3 separate regions of the Mus musculus genome follow, and all the other regions are linked to region 2. A link is a contact called in public HiChIP or PLAC-seq and Micro-C data. All regions are on one chromosome and are shown on one strand. The core of a region is the stretch at or near the end of the contact, and the rest is flanking DNA. Distances in the headings are between cores, read along the strand shown.

The links. A called contact is a pair of places that touch in the nucleus more often than the background predicts. HiChIP or PLAC-seq counts read pairs in DNA pulled down with a chosen protein or histone mark.
Region 1: a contact with region 2 is called in a Micro-C map of embryonic stem cells, with 2.9 times the contacts expected there. The contact joins the promoter of Rnf215 here to the enhancer-like site in region 2. A contact is called at or near these places in 11 of 39 promoter capture datasets (the C10 cell line, the HPC-7 cell line, embryonic stem cells and 5 more), 7 of 484 Hi-C or Micro-C datasets (the AML12 cell line, the HL-1 cell line, bone marrow-derived macrophages and 4 more), 4 of 115 datasets of contacts at active chromatin or transcription factors (acute myeloid leukemia, embryonic stem cells, large pre-B cells and 1 more) and 4 of 9 other capture datasets (adipose tissue, embryonic stem cells, liver and 1 more).
Region 3: an H3K27ac HiChIP or PLAC-seq map of embryonic stem cells shows a contact between it and region 2, with 2.7 times the contacts expected there. The contact joins two enhancer-like sites. A contact is called at or near these places in 1 of 15 datasets of contacts at CTCF or cohesin (large pre-B cells), 2 of 484 Hi-C or Micro-C datasets (bone marrow-derived macrophages and nephron progenitors), 4 of 115 datasets of contacts at active chromatin or transcription factors (embryonic stem cells and stem cell-derived neural progenitor cells) and 1 of 9 other capture datasets (embryonic stem cells).

Annotation. Positions count from the first base shown.
Region 1 is chr11:4,133,856-4,136,717 of GRCm38.p6, reverse strand. It overlaps Rnf215 (ring finger protein 215), which reads right to left and starts at 1,558. Exons shown (of 9, transcript NM_027859.3): 1 at 1,155-1,558; 2 at 761-904; 3 at 87-158; 4 at 1-6. The coding sequence starts at 1,445.
Region 2 is chr11:4,462,859-4,465,643 of GRCm38.p6, reverse strand. No RefSeq gene overlaps it. Among named protein-coding and RNA genes, the nearest start is that of Hormad2, 23 kb to the right of the region's middle. Within about 2 kb of position 1,268, at least 5 of the 459 cell types and tissues checked have an H3K27ac peak or open chromatin away from gene starts, as enhancers often do. A contact at or near this core is called in embryonic stem cells, where this site is marked.
Region 3 is chr11:4,801,608-4,804,393 of GRCm38.p6, reverse strand. Nf2 (neurofibromin 2) reads left to right here. Exons shown (of 17, transcript NM_001252250.1): 7 at 641-716. Among named protein-coding and RNA genes, the nearest start is that of Nf2, 47 kb to the left of the region's middle. Within about 2 kb of position 1,268, at least 95 of the 459 cell types and tissues checked have an H3K27ac peak or open chromatin away from gene starts, as enhancers often do. A contact at or near this core is called in embryonic stem cells, where this site is marked.

The DNA.
Region 1 (2,862 bases), core at 309-2,808, 330 kb after region 2:
ATCCAGCTGCAGGAGACAGGCAGGGTCAGCAGGCTTCCGGCCCCTGTCCCCTCACCTGCTCACCCTCACAGTCCAAGCCAGGTTACCTCTCGGACCACACTGTGGTTTAAGATGAGGAGAAGCAGGGCAGAGGCTCCCAGGAAAAGGGCTCGACGCATCTGCAAGGGAAGACGGAAGGTGGGAGGCTGTCACACACCTGCCTTACCCACGGCCCCAGCTCTCAGGAGCCCGACATCTGGATAGACTAGCTATAAGCTCCCTGAAGTCAAGCCAAAGCTAAGGGATGGTTTTGGAGGCCGAAGAGATAATGACAGCCAAAGGCAACACACGATGGTTGTGGACTAAGGCAATATTTAGTTATGGAACATAGATCACAACATTTTATAGATGCTAACTTTCCTACACCATAGTTACATAAAGAATATTCTTGATTTTAAGAAATTTGTACATTATCATGTGTGTGAGAAACTTATGCTCCTTTCATTCTGTAGGATCCAAAATTCTTTTCATTGGCCCTAGTCCTAGCAAAGCAGCTCTCCACCCTTGCCAGCTCCTATCACCAGAGCAGGTCCACTTTCCCCAGCAAGTCTCTCCACCTCCTCCCCATCACACTGCTTTGATGCTCCATACTGGTGTTTGCTGACCCACTCGGGCCCAGGGCTTCTCTGGAAAGGCTCCTCATAGGCCACCTGTTAGCCTGGCTCTAGCAGATGTTTCGAATGCATTTTCTTTCTCCCCTTCCCTCAAACACCCTTTGCACCTGCTGGACCAGAGCCTTGGGATATGCCTTCTGGCTACTGCCTTGATTCTCTTGGTGGAACTGGGCGACCTGCTCTTTGCCCACATATGCCACTGCAATCCAGCCATCTACGGGTATCTCTTGCTCAGCATCCACGACATCCATCTGTGTAACGAGGAGCCATGAAAAGAAGGAGGCAAGGGGAATAGAAGAGGCAGCCCGGGTCTGCCACAAAGCACGCAAGGTCAGGGTACGGGTACGGGAATGAGTGTGGAAGGGGCATGTGGCTGTCAGGTTTGCCAACTCCTGAAGGCTGGGAAGTAGTAGCATTCTGGGCTGTCAAGGGCTAGCTTCTGGATGAAGACAGCGGGGTCTATCCGAGGGTCATGGCAAGTTTAGGCGGGGCTGAGCTCACCAGCAGCAGGCGGCCACCCAGCAGAGGTTCCGGACCGTCTTCCGGACCGATTCTGACGCCCTCCAAAACCAAGGCGTCCTGCCGCGGCAGTTTCACATCCACTCGCACTGAGCGGGCTCCGCCCCGTCCCTCCCCGGTCGCCGGCTCGCTGCCGTCCGCCGCCGCTCCCGGGCCCATCAGGCCCAGCCACAAAGGCAGCAGAGGCAGCAGTAGCAGCAGCGGCGACGGCGGCGATGGGGGAGGGGGCGGCAACGAAGGCGACCTCAGCGCGGGGCGATCGGCAGAGCCCATGATCCGACCGGAGAGGTGGCGAGGCCGTAGTCTAAGGTCCCGGGGACCGGGAGAACAGAGTGAGCCAGGCCGCGCCGGACAGGGCGGGGCTCGGCACCGGGAGGGGCGGGGCCGCAGCCGGAGGGGGCGGTGCGGGGAGGGGGGGGCTGAGTTGGTGCTTGACAGCGAGAGCGCCTCCTGGTGGCTCCTGAGAAACCTAATGTAGGAGGCCTGAGGAGCTGCGATGGAGCAAATACCTTAGAGCCTTGGAGAGCTCACCAAGTTGTCTGTCAGTGGAGATAGGTGCGGTTGTCTCAGGATTGGAGAAATGTAGGGGCGAGGGAGGTATAAGGGTCTGGGCTGATTGACCTACGGTGTTGTCAAGGCTATGTCTCATCCTCCTCTGGGTCAGTGTTCTTTCATGGGATCAGCGAGCAGGCTGCAGAGAATCACAGAAAGCAGATGGGGAGACTGAGGCCATGGTTTTAAAGGAGCAGGGAGGAGGGCTGGGCACACGAAGCTGTACAAACCAGGCAGAGCCATAGTGGCACGGAGCACTGGGCTGTCCTCGCCTGTAAAATGGACTTGATCTAAACCTGCACTGCCTTGCTTCTAACATGATCGCCAGTGCTTACTGGAATGAGAAGGTTCCGCTTTTGTCCGAAAATTTGTCCTTCAGCCCAGAGGTTTGTGGTTGCTGGTAGCTGGCTCAATCTGAAACCTGAGCCTTTTACAAATTGTACCCTGATAAAAGGGCAAAGAGCTAATGAGCTGCAACACCCCCTCCCACTTTGTAATAAAATATTAAAATCTACAGAAAATAGAAACCTGGTTAGCCACCAGGATGCAATGACTAAAATATTCCCAGAAGGAGACAGAGATGTAGAGAAGAAGCTCGGCTGGCCTGCAAACAGGGAATTGACATAAAATCAGTCAGCACATATGTAAAATTGGTTGTCAGAGGAGGTATTGCACTTGGGGACCTGGGAGGAGGTGCTATGGCTTGCTCTTTGCTAAATCACAACAAAGTTAGGTACCACCGGGAAAAGACGTGAAATTGGACCCCTACTGCACCGTGCATAAGGAAAACCATGTGAATTAAAGACTCAAATACAACTTTAACATTTTAATAGAGAACACGATTTTGATGATTTCAAGTGCTTGAGAGCTGTTTGTTTGTTTTTTTGGTCTTGTTTTTTTTGTTTGTTTGTTTTTGTTTTTGTTTTTTTGTTTTTTCAAGACAGAGTTTCTCTGTGTAGCCCTGGCTGTCCTGGAGCTCACTTTGTAGACCAGGCTGACCTCCGACTCAGAAATTTTCCTGCCTCTGCCCCCCAAGTGCTGGGATTAAAGGTGTGCGCCACCACACCCGGCTTGTTTGTTTTTAATGACAGAAAAACTACATTATGATGGGCATGCCTGTAATCCCAGCACTTGGGAG
Region 2 (2,785 bases), core at 19-2,518:
GATAGGGTTTCTCTGTGTAGCCCTGGTTGTCCTGGAACTCACTCTGTAGACCAGGCTGGCCTCAAACTCAGAAATCCACCTGCCTCTGCCTCCCAAGTGCTGGGATTAAAGGTGTGTGCCATCACTATCCAGCAGTGGTAGAGTTCTTGTCTATCATACATAAGACCCCAGCCCTGAGAGAGACAAAAATACAAACCAAATCAAACCAAGCCTGTCCAGTCTCTGCTGGCCTGTGTAACGCAGCTGCCTGGTAAAGCATCCACAAATCCTGTGCACACCCCAGGAAGGGCATGCATGGATCATCAGGAGATGCCCCTCGCTGGACAGCACTCACCCTGTACACAGAGGACCCATTGCTGTCCTATGCTCTAACATTCTTTTGTATGCTTCAGGACTCTTTTAATCGGAAGTTATGAAAAACAGTGTTTCTGGACTAAGCAATAGTCACATTTTAATTTTTTTCAAATGCACATATATTTTTGTAAAAGAAGAAAACTTTCTGGTGACTTAATGTCTCTCTGAACTTTCTAGGCTTGGCTTGGCTTAGTGCTAGTACATCTGCAAGGTGCTCAGATCAAGCCCCAGCACCTAAAAAAAGAAGCTTTGAACTGTGAATAATTTCCTGCAGTCCTGGGGGCAGGGGTAGGAACCAAACTCATGGCCTTGACTGAGCATGCTCAGCAAGTATTGCACCCCCAACCATACTCCCAGCTCACACCGCTCCCTTTGGAAGCCCATACTTAGTGATGGAGGTCTCACCCAGGCCAGAGTAGCCTCAAACTCACTCTGTAGCTCAAGATGACCTTGAACACCTGATCCGGCATCACTGCCTCCCTAATGCAGGAGTCACAGAGAAAAGTCTCCATGCCCTAAGAAAAACCGATGTGTCTGTCTGGAGTGCCTCTGCACAGGGGATTTGCTGCTTCCTCTGTTGATTTACACAGTCATTTATTAAAGTCAAAATAGATGCCTGTGGTGTTTACTTCATACCTGGGTTGCCATTCAGGACTGATGCGCTGACACTGCCAGTCTTTCAGAGATGGATGATCCTGTCTTTACATATAATCATCTCCTTAATAGCCCTGTGTCATACCATCTTTTCTAATTCTAAGAACAAATTTACATCCTACTTCATTTTTGTTGCTCAAATGAGTCCATTTTTGACATTGGCTTTTGTGGTGGTTTGAATGAAAATGGTGCTGATAGGCTCAGAGGGAGTGGCACTATTTGACAGGATTAGGAGACAAAGCCTTGTTGGAGTGGGTGTGGCCTTGTTTGGGGTGGGTGTGGCCACTGAGGGGTGGGCTTTGAGGTTCCAGAGGCCCAGGCCAGGCCCAGTGTCTCATTCTCCTCCTGCTGTCTGCCGATCCAGACATAGAACTCAACTATCTCTCCAGCATCATGTCTGCCTTCATCCTGCCATGTTTCCCACATGACAATAAGGACTAACCCCTCTGAAACTGTAAGCTGGCCCCAATTAAAGGTTTTCCTTTATAAGAGTTGCTGCGGTCATGGTGTCTCTTCCCAGCAATAGAAACCCTGACTAAGACAGCATGCTTTTGGTGAACCCCTCTGCCCATAAAAACCATCTTCATGGGTTTTCTTATTGGTAATGTCATCATTTTGGTTTTTAAGAAATCTGTGCTTTCTCCTCTATAGGGACCCCACCCTCATCACTGTATGCAGTCATGTGTGGCATAAGGACATCCTGGGCAATGGCAGACAGAGTGTGTCAGTGGTCCCAGGGAATTAGGATGGAACTGAAATTTTCCTATTGCCTAATTATATCATGGTCATCATACCATCACTGTACAATGCATTAGTCAACTGTTTGGGCTGGTGCTGCTGTCAACAGACCTGCTGTGCCACAATGGTACATGCAGATCTATGCAGTGCGGAGTGTTCCTGGGGCTGGCTTACTGTTCACACCCTGTGGGTGGCACACCCAGGGCTTCCCATGTGCTAGGCAAGCTCTCTCCCACTGAACTGCATCTCCAGCACACACACCTCTCTTTTTTCATATTAAATCAGGTCTCACTAAGTTGCCCAGGCTAGACTCGAACCTGTAATCTCCCTGCTTTAGTTTCTTGAGTCGCTGAGACTGCAGGCGTGTGCCACTATAGTCAGCTGGGATTACTTTTTCTTATAGTTTTTAAAAATAACTGCATGTTGGAGTTATGAATTTCTTCCTTCCTTTGTTTTTGTTGTTGGCGTTTTGTTTTGTTTTGTTTTGTTTTGTTTTGTTTTGTTTTGTTTCTTCTTGAGCTCTGACTTTCCTGGAACTTGCTCTGTAGACTGGGTTGGCCTTGAACTCAGAGATAGGCTTGCCTCTGCCTCCTGAATGCTAGATGTGCGTGTTGCAGCTCTGCAGGGAAAGGCTTCCCCTACAGAAGTGTCACAGCTTTGCTTCAGCTGCAGCACAGCAAAAGCTCTGCTCAAGTGTTGCCACTTTACTCAGAGAGCTATCCTGGCAGTCAGGAGCCAAGGACTACCACAAAGTCACACCACACAACAAACCTCACACAAGAGACTTACTGGGAGGGGAAAACCCAGGAGGGCGGCTGCCTCTGTTCTTGTGAGAAGCAGCAGGGAGCTGAGCAAAGAGAAAGGTTTATGTGAGATTTCTTGGGGGTGGGGGTGGGAGTGGGGGGTGGAGCTTTCCAGGGTGAGGATTGGTGGAATTTCAAGTCCTGAGTTGGGTGAGCTTAGAATTAGTCGGGTTTTGAGTTCAGGGATTGGTGGGTTTCTGTGACAAGCTCAGGGGTTGGTAGAATTCTGTTTCTTA
Region 3 (2,786 bases), core at 19-2,518, 340 kb before region 2:
GAGTTTTCTGCAAGTCACTGCTGCATCCAGAGCTTGCTTTAAGCTCGACTTACAACACAGAAGCATTCACCTACTGGCCTGGGTTTTATGGCTCAGATAGTTCTTGCCTTAATCTTCAGCAGTAACCCAAGAGATAAAACCAGGAAAGTGGGTGTTGTCAGCTTCTAGAGAGGCCCCTTCATTACTGAAGCTCTAGGTTAAGGAAGTACACAGAGACAGGCAGTGACTTCGTGCATTTGAGGTCGGAAAGAATGAATGCACTGTGGCTTTGTTTTTTCTTTCTGCCAATGCCGGGGATGGAACCTAGAGCTTTGCGCATGCGGAGTGAGTGCTTTGCTGCTGAGCTACACTCCCAGCCCCCACGTTCTTTTTTTTAAATCACTTGAGACAGATGTCACTATTTACCAAGGCCAGAGTGTGAAATTGAAGCCAAGAGTCAGTGTAATGAATCTGTTTTCTTATTTTCACGGGGATGGGAATCTCTGGGTTGAGAAAAGTGTTGCTGTGTCTGGTCTGTCTCATCTTCTGCAGGTCCCTTCTATCTCACCAGAGGCATGCTCAGAATATTTGACTTGGCAAGAGTCTGTCCTTCATCCTTGTCACTTAGCCCTAATAATGGTGTCTTCTATTCTCCTCACAGGGATGAAGCTGAAATGGAGTATTTGAAGATAGCTCAGGACCTGGAGATGTATGGTGTGAACTACTTTACAATCCGGGTGCGTTGACTCCTTCCCCAGTTCCCTGGCTCTCAGAAAGACTGAGTCGAGGCCACACAGGCAGATGGGTCACTTCCTCATCCCAGGGTGCTTAGAGTCTTTATGGTTCAGTAGTAAAGAAGAAACGGGAAGACAAGGTCGAGAGCCTGGTTTCATTTGGGGCTTCGAATTAGATCAGAAATAGATCAAATTAAGTGTCATTGGTACCCTGAGGGACTCAGGCCCGGTTCTCTTCTTAGCAGAGACCTGTTGGAATGCTGGCCATGTAATGTTTGATTATTCCGGCCTCTTGGGAAATCCAAGGAGCACCTGGAAATAATGTCTTTCCCCGGGGCCCACTGCTCTTAGAGATTCCTAATTTGTTTGGGTGGAACTCTTGTTCTCACTGTGAGGCTAATTAGTTTTCTATTCAGACCATTAATGGTCTGCAGGCCTCCGGGAACCATGCCTCTGCAGAGAAAGGCATTTGTGTTCTGTTCAGGTCTGGCCCTAGAGCGTGTTTCTCGCTCGTTGGGGGATTTGGCTGCTGGCTGCGGTATTCATGGCTTCCTCCAGAGGAGCACATGCCAAGTACCGGGCTTTTCCTCACTGCTGGGTGGCGGGTGCCAGGAAGCTTGGCTACAGAGGAGTAGCCATTGAAGGTCAGCTGCAGCCATCCCCTGGACTATCCCACAAACTCTTTGCTTCCCCCTTTTGGGGTCCTACAGACAGCCTTTATGTTAACGTTGAGTAAATTGAATTAAGCATGATTTCAGTATTCTAGGATAGCTTTCTACTTAATTTGTTTCCTAAATGCAGGTTTTTGTGGATTTTTTTTTTTTTTTTTTTTTTTTGCATTAAAAATCAGGGCATAAGCCGGGTGTGGTGGTGCACGCCTTTAATCCCAGCACTTGGGAGGCAGAGGCAGGCAGATTTCTGAGTTCAAGGCCAGCCTGGTCTACAGAGTGAGTTCCAGGACAGCCAGGGCTACACAGAGAAACCCTGTCTCAAAAAAAACCCAAAAGGCTGGTGAGATGGCTCAGTAGCTAAGAACACTGACTGCTCTTCCAAAGGTCCTGAGTTCAGGAACCACATGGTGGCTCACAACCACCGGTAATGAGATCTGACGCCCTCTTCTGGTGTCTGAAGACAGCTACAGTGTACTTATGTATAACAATAAATAAACATCTTAAAAAAAACTTTAAAAACAAAACAAAAAACAAACAAACAAACAAAAAAACCAGGGCACACTGAAATGTACTACCACAATAAGCAAGGGCCTAAAAGATATTTTACTTGTAGCAGGACCTGAGTTCAAGTCCCAGCTCGTGGTTTGGGAGGCTCACAATTGCCTGACATTCCAGCTCCAGGGGATCTGAGGCCTGTGGATTCTGAGGGCACTTGCACTTATGTGCACAGACACAGAAATACGTAACTAAAAACCATCAAAATAAGAACAAATCTTTAAAAAAATAAGAATAAAAAAGAATGCAGAAGGTTGTTTCTCGTGTGTCATGAGGGCCAGTGAGATGGAGTAGTAGATAGGCAATTGCTGCCAGGCCTGACATGCTGAGTTCAGGTCATGGAATTCACACGGTGAAAGGAGAGAACTCTTGTTCTTACTGTACGGCACATGGTCCTATGATCTTCACATGTGTGCTGTGGCATAAGCATGCATTCACACAACACACACAAATTAGTAAGTATTAAATAATTAAAAGTTTTATTAGTTTGTGTTTGACATCTGTTTCTTTGAGGTTAGACTAATGCATTTCTGTGGTTTTGTCTCTTGCCCACCACCAACATTAATTGTTTAAAAGAAAAAAGCATTTGCAATCCTTAGAAAATGGATTTCTTGGGCTAGGCAGTGGTAACACACACTTTTAATCTGAGCACTCAGGAGGCAGAGGCAGGCAGATCTCTGTGAGTTGAAAAGTGAGTTTGAAGTCAGCCTGGTCTATAGAGTGAGTTCCAGGAGAGCCAGGACTAACACAGAAAAACCTCTCTGAAAACCAAAACAGAATTTCTTACAAATTTATTTTACTTAGAGGAGGAAAAAAATATATATTTGTATATTTTGTTGTATTTATT